Regions from separate parts of the Mus musculus genome. Here region 2 is linked to region 1. A link is a contact called in public Hi-C data. All regions are on one chromosome and are shown on one strand. The core of a region is the stretch at or near the end of the contact, and the rest is flanking DNA. Distances in the headings are between cores, read along the strand shown.

Region 1 (4,445 bases), core at 630-3,129:
GGCTAAAGTAAAAACAAATTATTTGGATTTATCAAAGAAAACGTAGAATATGGCAAAACATTTGCAAAGTATATATTTGAGAAGCTTGTAGAATTGAGAGTATTTAGAAATACTCTTATAAGACAATAATAGAAAGGCTTATGCAAGCAAAGAACTAGAATAGATATGTCTTCAAAGTGTGTGTGTGTGTGTAGCCAATGTATGAATAAATGTTAAAATCATAAGTCATTAATGAAATGTAAATCAAAGCCATGGCAACATACAATACCTAGCTAAAATGGCTATAATCAAAGAGAAAAGAAATAACAAACATTTGTAAGAATTTTGGAAAAATGGGTGGGGACTGGAACCTTCACATGTTGTTGTAAAAGAGTTTGGTAATTCCTTAATAAAGTAAATATAAAATTAGCATATGATATAATAATTCTATTCTTATCCAAGAATATATATTCATATAAAAATGTGTACATTAAGGTTCATTAAAGCATGATTCATAATAACTAAAAATGTAAACAACCCAAATGTACGTCAAGTGAGAAAATAGTGAATTCCATTTTATTATATGGAAAATAGTCATATAATAGACTATTGTGGAATATTGTTCAACCTTTTTATAAAGGAATGAATGAAGTGCTGACAGTATGTACTACAACATGGATGAATGTTGAAGATATTGTGCTAAGTGAAAGAAACCAGTCACAGAAAGATAAGTACTACAACATGGATGAATGTTGAAGATATTGTGCTAAGTGAAAGAAACCAGTCACAGAAAGATAAGTCCTATATGATTCCATTATATGAAGTGAGCAAAGCAAGCCAATCCATAGACAGGAGATGAGTTAGTAGCTGCCAGGAGCTTGGAAAAAGGGACGAAAGGGAGAAGATGCTAACAGGCACAGGGTTCCTATTTGGGGTGCTAAAGATGCTATGGAATACACAGTATTCATACCTACTGAATTCTATATTACAAAGGAATGTCTCATATTATGTAGACAATTCCTTAACACACATAAAGGAAAATGGGAAGGTGTCAGTTTTGTTCCCAGAAAACAATGAAAGTAAATTCTTTCAGCCTACTAGCCCCCCTTTTAAAGTGTTCTATCCAGTACTTCTCAAATTATCTACTGAAAATCTGTTTGTTTTCTAACCTATGATGGATTAATACTTTTTATTAGGTATACCAAATTGATTAGAAAAATGGAGTTAAAAAAAAGTGTGTAAAATACAAACCTAATGATTTCATCATTAGACTCATAAAATTCTAGTACATAAACATTTGAATTCTAGCTCAATTTTTAAACTTACAAGTCTAACAACCAGTGATGTATGGATGGGATGGGTGCCAATGTGTGGAACTCATTTTGAGTAGAATTGATCTAAACTGCACTGAACTCTGAAAAGGGATAAATGTTTGAGGGGTGGATGCTTTAAGAAGTCTTTAAAGTAATAAATATTGTTTTTACTGTTGTCCACAGACTACCATTGATGATATTGAAACCATTTTAGGAGTAACAGAAGAAAATAAAATGATATTTGTAAGAGAAAAACAGAGCAAAGAGGAGGAAGATAACCTTTATGAACCTGTTGAAATACACTCAGAAATAGTCTGACTTTGGATACCTGTCTAGAGCAAGAAAGAATGTTTGCTTTGCAATTAGTATAAAAGTGGGGAAGTTAGTTTGCTTTGTTTGCCAAGAGATAAATCAGAACAAATTGTAATGTAATCTTTAAAATCTTGTTTATTATGCAACGTTATTTTACTCATTAAATTTAAACCTACCGGTGTTTTCGGTGTGAATGCTAAGAACCCCTTCCTCCTCCCAAAGTAACCACGGGGGGGGGGGGGAAGTCCACTACTGCATCCGCTTCTCTGTAAATTTGTAACTGTATGAGTCACTCTTGCTTTCTTGCGTTTTACAAGTTTTCTCCTGCTTCCAAAAGCCACTTAGCTTCTGCATTTAAAACACCGAATAAACCAGGATGACCACTATTTGTCAAAGCACAGTGTCCTCTTTTCCCAAAATAAATGACATCAGTTTTAAGTGACTATCATCCATTCTACAGTGTACCCAGCCCTATTACTTGTTCTCACTGTCACACAGTAGGAAAAGCCAATGTGGAGTTAACTGTGGCATCAGAGTGTGTCTAGGTGGCAGTATCTGCTCTGAGTTTAAGACTATGTAATTGGAGCCCTTCGCTGGAATGAGAATTCCTGTTGCTAGTTTTCTGCATGATACAACAGTAGGATTTTTACAACTGAAGTCAACGGTACCTTTTAAAGGGCAAATAGCTAAGTTAAGCTGTGCTGCCACTCTCAGCCTGTGCTTCATAACTGTCTAAAAACATTTCTCCATCTGCCAACTTTACTGAAGGATAAAATAGGCAAGGTACAACACCAAAATCACATACAGTTTTAAAGAACAATCTTTATGTCTATAACACACATTATTTAGGAAATGAGGTGTTTTGGGGGTGTTTTGTTTTGTTTGGCCTGTGGAATTTCAATCATTTTAAAACTGCTTCCGCCACAGGCTAAGAGTTTTTGTGATAAAATTAACATTTCTCTGTGTGTCTGCTTTTGTTTAGCCATTGTAGGAAATACATTAATTAGCCAGGTTTTTGTCTGTGCTAGGTACAGTGATGACCTCTTTTTCTTGCCAGATCTCTCTAATCCATACGAGAAGCCTATTGTCCAAACACTTGACGAATAGGAAGTGCTACATGCCCGATAGAGTCACTCTTCTATCGAAGCCAGAGCAACATAAGGTCCAGGAGACTCATTAGTTCACTGGCACAGTCATGTCCTGAGAGTAAATGAAACCCTCTGTCTCCTTATGGCTCTCATCTGCTCTGGACTTTAAAAGAAAACTGTCTCCGTTTTGTTCAGCACAGCAGTGGATCATTCACATGGCCAAAGCCCTCCTCACAAAACCATTAAAGCCATAGGGAAGTTCCGAGTGTGGACTGTGATTAGCACTGCTGAGCCTGGAGCTGCTGGCAACAGTGTAGGAGCTCACTCTCCTGTAGGTTTTTTAACCACATGATTGGTTTCTCAAACAATACCACTTGCCTTCTTTGCATATATCCTCATTTTGCAACACAAAACACTTAATTCTAAACTCAGGCCTTTTCAGACTCAGGCCCACCCTACAGTGATAGGAAGAAGGCACTCTGACTAAACAGCTACAACTTCAAAATGAAAGGCAAAAATATCTGTAAACTAAAACAATCATGTCAAGTAATTAAGTAGAAGACAGAGAAGCAGATTAAATTGGTAAAATGCTTTAATTACAGAACATTTGCAAAGAAGCATAGTCCATTATCTTTCAGTACATATATGTTACAAAGATATTGTAGAGCTAGCAAACTAAATTCAATTTGAACATGTGCTAATGTGTGTGTGGTGTCCAAAAGTATCCCCAAACATTGTCAAGTGGGGGTGAACTGCTGAATTTTTACTGGCCTGTGTCAGTAAAAGTAAAATGTGTCGTTTTTCTGCTAAACAGTAGAGCTGATTCTGTATGAGATATGCTATTAGCTATTCTAGCTAACGCTAAAGATCTGCACTAGCAAAGTGTATACACCACTTAGGAGAGCATTATTGGCGAGTGTCTTCTTTAATGTACTGCCCATCTCATACCAGTAGGTCAGACAACCATGCAGTCCACTGGCATGGTCCTCCTGCCCATCAGCTACTTATACTTGCCACCTACTGAGCATTTAGTAGGGCTAGATACAAGCTGGACTAGAAGCTCTGTAATTCTACTGCATCTTCCCAGCAAATCCGTACAGACACTTATTACTACTGCCCTCATCTTACATATGGGAGAAAAAAACCCACAAGATTTAGTAAGATTATTATTTCACCCCATGCTTTAGTGAAGTGAAAATAAATTTGAGATTTGCTCCTCTTGGCCATGAATTTTAGCATTTTGTATAAAGTAGAAAGTTTCATTTCACCTGCTGCATAGTACACAATAGGTTTGCTTTCCTTTATAGCAAATTCTACTGTGTTTCCTAAACTATAGGAAAACAAGTTAACTTATGCGCATCTCTTGATAATAAAATCAACTTGCTAAAGCAGTCCTCGGAGGACTGAAGCAAGGGCCTGGGGGGGGGGGGCATTGTGGCCCAGATACATTATAGCCATGTATAACATTTTCAAGTGATAAATATACATTTTTTAATTTATGTATTTACTTATTTTGAGATAGGATTTCACTATGTAGCCCTTGTTGGCCCAGAACTCACTATATAGACCAGGCTGGCTTCAAACTCACTGAGATCTGTTTCTCAGATCCCAAGTGCTAGGAGTAAAGGCATGTACTACCATGCCAAACAAACTTTATTTTTAAATAAAATCACTTTATTCTAATTATCTCACAAACAAAAACATTATACAGCTACATTAAGGAAACCACTTAAGTACCTGCCCAGTACCCGAC
Region 2 (4,538 bases), core at 355-2,854, 420 kb before region 1:
ACCACCACCTCAAGGCTTTTACAGTGCCAGTTTCCATAGCATCCCATGTCCCACCTTAGTCCTATGAACATTTGACGTATGCTGTCTCCTGCATCCATTCGTGCTTCCCCCCCTCTGCAGATGACAGATAAGGGGCGTGGTCTTGATCCTCTGTCTTGCTGGGGGAAGGGGTGCTGATGGGCCTCTCCACTCTGCTGGCCACATTTGGAGCTGTTCCCCAAATCCTCTGCCCTGGGCCCCTGCCCCTGGCCTATCAAGACCCTCTCTACACCAGGAAACAGGTGCATCCCCCCCCCCGAATTCCTGACTCTCCTACTTCCCACAGCTCTGTAGGGAAACAACCATCCCCTTCCAGGGACCAGAGTACCCTTCTCGACCCTCAAGCTCCCATCTCTCCAGTTCTCCTCTTCACTGGGGGGAAAAATCCACCCAACAGACCAAACCTGGGGGTCAACAGACTCTGAAATGCACAAGGACTGCTGAGCTCAGGCACCGCTAAACCCCAGCCTGGAACTCAGAAAGGACTCCCCTCCCCAAGACAATGCTTTCTCTTTCCTTATCACAAACCTGATACCCAGGCTAAGGATGTGGCTCAGCTGAGACAGTGGTACAGTGTTTGCCTAGGGTGCGTGAAGCCCATGGTTCAATTCCACCACCACATAAACCAGTGTGGTGATGCTTACCAGCAAGTCTAGAACTAAGGAGGTGGAGGCAGGAGGATCAAGAAGTTCAGGGTCATCCTCGCTACACAGTGAATTTTGAGGCTAGCCTGGGATACATGAGACCCTGTGTCAAAACAACAAGCAAAATCCCTAACATTAACTATCTTCTTGATAGTTCATCTGTACCCTCCTCAGGGTCCTGAGGCCCACCTCTGCCTCAGCCCAGGGCATCCCTGATGGCCAGCCATTATGCCTCCTGCTGCTTGGTATGACTTCATTCCCACCCCACCTCCCACTTCCAACGTCTCTTTCTGATTTGTTCTCTGATTTGCTAGAGGTGATGTTTAAATGAGCTACCCTCATTACTCTGACAAGGGATCAGAATTTTTGAGAGCCTTCTTCCCCACGTCCTGTAAGAAGTGAGTGACATACCATTCCTGGGAAGATCTGGACATCCAGTAAACAAATGATTCACCTCCCAAATTAGGATATGTGTGAGCAAGGAGGGCTCATTCTAGTCAGGCATGGCAGTAGGTGTGACCCAGGCTTCCCTGGACTTGTGGCTGCCTGGAGACTATGGACTGGGGTCTGTTCTCTCTTTCCCTTGTTACGTCCTGTGGAAGGATGGACATTTTTCATGGTCTTCAGTGTAGTACACATGGAGGTTTAGAGTTGGAAGGTGATATGCTCACTGCCAGGAGAAGTCTCGCCCTTCCAGCCAGCATATTGCTAGTTTGTAGACTAGCACAGACAATGGGCCTGTTCTTTGAATAGTTCTCAGCACTTCTGGGACTTCAAAGACAAAAGACACCAGTATTTTTATGGTCCAGGTAAGAAGAAACCCAGGGTAGATGCAAAGGCTGATTGAGGTGTCTTCTTCATGCACCATCCATAAGAAATCCATTTAGTCAAGTGCGGCACTGTGCCATGATCACCACAAGAGGGCGCTCACACACAGACAAAGACACACTCCATCTGTATTTTCCGCAAACTAGTGCCACCATCTCACCTGTAGGTTGACTGTTTAATTTTCATTCTGAAGTAATGATGCACCCGTAGGGAAGTTGTGAATGTTTTACTCGTGATATTTAAGCCTTCCACAGATGCTGCTGGAATGCTGACCCAAGCCTACTGTGTGTGAGTCTTCAGGTATGTTCCTGTTTTCAGGGACATCTAAGTCACGAGCATCAGTGCCACCTGGTTGAGGCCCACCCTCAGTGGCCAGGGTCACTCGATGACATCTTCTAGCAGGTGGTGTCACCTCTCTGTCTATTCCATCGGGTTTTCTGCAGCACCGCTGTTGGAGGTGACCTCTAGCTAGGGACATTAGAGGCGTCTCCATACAGCCCCCTTGCTGGAAGAGGCTCCAGGCAACTGTAGGCTCTGGAGCTGGTCTCCTTGTGAGCGGTTGGCACCATCGATGCCCAGTGACATTCAGTCTGGTACCTTTCCTGTTCTAGAACCTTCACTGACAGGGAGGAGTCAGGCATCCACCATTGTCACTGTGGACACTTAGACTGATTGGTCCTCAGGTGACCAGTGGCCTGTCTCTGCTGCTACCCCTCCCCCAGGCGTCCCAGCCTCACCTCTCAGAGCCTCACCCTCCTCCACAGACCAGAGCAGCCACTTCCTCCCTGTCCTTGCACTGATCCTCAGCAGGGTCCGTTTCCCTCCTGAGGTCTGTACTGCCCTGGCAGGTGGCTATGCCTCACACTGGGCAGGTTCTGTCCCTAGGGTCCCCCAAGAGGTCATCTGTATCCTGCACTTCCACCTCTGTATTTTGAACTGAGGGGGAAAGTTTGCTGGAAACTGGATTGACTCTTGGCTTTTCCCAAGGCGGGGTTAACATTCCATCATACCTTCATACCCCATCACTTCACACTGTCATTCCCACTTGTCCTGTCCGTCAATGCAGGGTGTGTGTGTGTGTGTGTGTGTGTGTGTGTGTGTGTGTGTGTGTGTGTTCACTGCTTCTTTGGAGAACCCTAGGGGCTCCAACACAAACAGCAATGGCATATCATCCCATCCATCTTACCCCTGGGACATACCGCCTTTTGACTGGCACCGGTGCCCCTTTCAATCCCCAGTGGGCTATGAGACTCTGGCTGGGCATCTAAGAGAAATCTAGTACAGCTTTGATAGACAGCGTGATGGATAGTTTTAATTGTCAACTTGACAGAAAGTGGGATCACCTGGTAAGAGAGTCTTGACTGCGGGACCGTCTAGATCAATTGGCCTGTGTGCACGTGTTGAGGGTATTGCCTTGCTTTTGCTAATTGAGATGGGATGATCCAGCCCACTGTGGGCAGCACCATTCCCTAGGTTTGGATCCTGGATCGTATGAGTGGAGAAAGCAACTGAGAGTCTGGTGCACACATTCGTTCTCTCTCAGCTCTCTAGTGGATGCGACGTGACATGCTGCTTCAAGTTCCCCAGCCTCGATGGAAGAAACCCGGATTCATGAGCAAGTCAATCTTTAATCCCACGGGATGTTTTCGTTGGGGCATTTTCATCACAATGAGAAAGAAAACCAGGATAGACAGATTAGCTTTTCTGCAAAGGATCCAGCCAAGGAGGACCTGTGACACCTGCCATCAACCATTCATTTAAAAAAAAAAATCCCACAGGTGGGCTGGAGAGATGGCTCAGTGGTTAAGAGCACTGACTGCTCTTCCAGAGGCCCTGAGTTCAATTCCCCCACATGGTGGCTCACAACCATCTGTAGTGGGATCTGATGCCCTCTTCTGGTGTGTCTGAAGACAGTGACAGTGTACTCATATACATAAAATAAACAAAATCTTTTTAAAAGCAAATCACAGATGAATGTGACTCAAGGCAGGACTTTCCATTCACAGTGTTTGCTGACCACAACCCTTCTGCGGAGATCTTTCACCTGTACCTTAGGCTGCCCCTGGATCCTGGACAACTCTTACACCAGATCCCAGCCTGTCTGCTCATTGTCCTGAAGCCCTTGGGAGGTGGCTTTTTACTGCCTTGCTCACAAATGTGTAAGGGACATTAATGCTAGTCCAGGTAAGGTGTTAGGGGATTAGATGGCTTCAGGTGACTTACTCTGGTCTTATTATGGGAAAAATGCATATAATTTGTTTATCTCAGTCATGTTATCATGAATATGGGATTGTAGCATCTTCTCCCTTGTGGGCACAGCAGAGTTTTACATGATGACTGTTTGGTCAGTCTCCATCTCAAGATGAGAACAAACACAAGTTGTAGCCATCCTGAAAAGCTCACAGGCAAGAGACAAACCTGGGATCAGCTTCACAAGTGGAAGGGATATTTGTTACAACAGTATAACCAAGTTTCCCTGACTGATACAGTTCCTGAAGTTGGAAGGATTCTTCCAGGCCCTTAGCAGGTAAAGCCTCAAAGGTGGCTTTAAAGGGGAGACCTGAGGGACAAGATGCTCTGAGGAAGATTGCTGACATGTAGATACCAGAGGAAAGTCACTAAAAGGGTTGGCTAGGCACCCTGGAACAAATCAATGCACATTTCTCCAGCCCCTGGCTCAGCGATGGGCTCCGTGGATGCCTGTTCAATAAGGGACCTGGGGCCGTTCTGAGTCAATCAGCTCACTAAAGTGGGTAACAGGAATCAGAGCTGTTCTTTGGGGGTGCTCAGATACTTGGGCACTCCAGGAAGAGCTGCGGGTAACAGTGTACAGGTCCCCACACCTTATATAGAGGTTTGGGAGCTTAGGGCTAGGTTACAACACTTGTCTCATGGAGACTCAGAGGGCTGGGCTGGAAGCCGCCATGCAGGCGTAGAAGGAGGGGGATCCGGGAATAGCGTTCCAGGTACAACCTGGGGGGATTCGGTGACCCAAGGAAAACCTGCCTCAACTTTGCTGACTTAACC

What was found. A called contact is a pair of places that touch in the nucleus more often than the background predicts.
Region 2: a contact with region 1 is called in a Hi-C map of bone marrow-derived macrophages, with 22 read pairs. The contact joins two enhancer-like sites. A contact is called at or near these places in 1 of 15 datasets of contacts at CTCF or cohesin (large pre-B cells), 1 of 484 Hi-C or Micro-C datasets (bone marrow-derived macrophages) and 1 of 9 other capture datasets (embryonic stem cells).

Annotation. Positions count from the first base shown.
Region 1 is chr9:63,419,000-63,423,444 of GRCm38.p6, reverse strand. It overlaps Iqch (IQ motif containing H), which reads left to right. Exons shown (of 22, transcript NM_001311098.1): 22 at 1,476-1,996. The coding sequence ends at 1,610. The region is part of intron 1 of Gm16759 (a long non-coding RNA gene); the gene reads right to left. Among named protein-coding and RNA genes, the nearest start is that of Gm25995, 21 kb to the left of the region's middle. Within about 2 kb of position 1,879, at least 20 of the 459 cell types and tissues checked have an H3K27ac peak or open chromatin away from gene starts, as enhancers often do. A contact at or near this core is called in bone marrow-derived macrophages, where this site is marked.
Region 2 is chr9:63,841,392-63,845,929 of GRCm38.p6, reverse strand. No RefSeq gene overlaps it. Among named protein-coding and RNA genes, the nearest start is that of Gm39359, 48 kb to the right of the region's middle. Within about 2 kb of position 1,604, at least 6 of the 459 cell types and tissues checked have an H3K27ac peak or open chromatin away from gene starts, as enhancers often do. A contact at or near this core is called in bone marrow-derived macrophages, where this site is marked.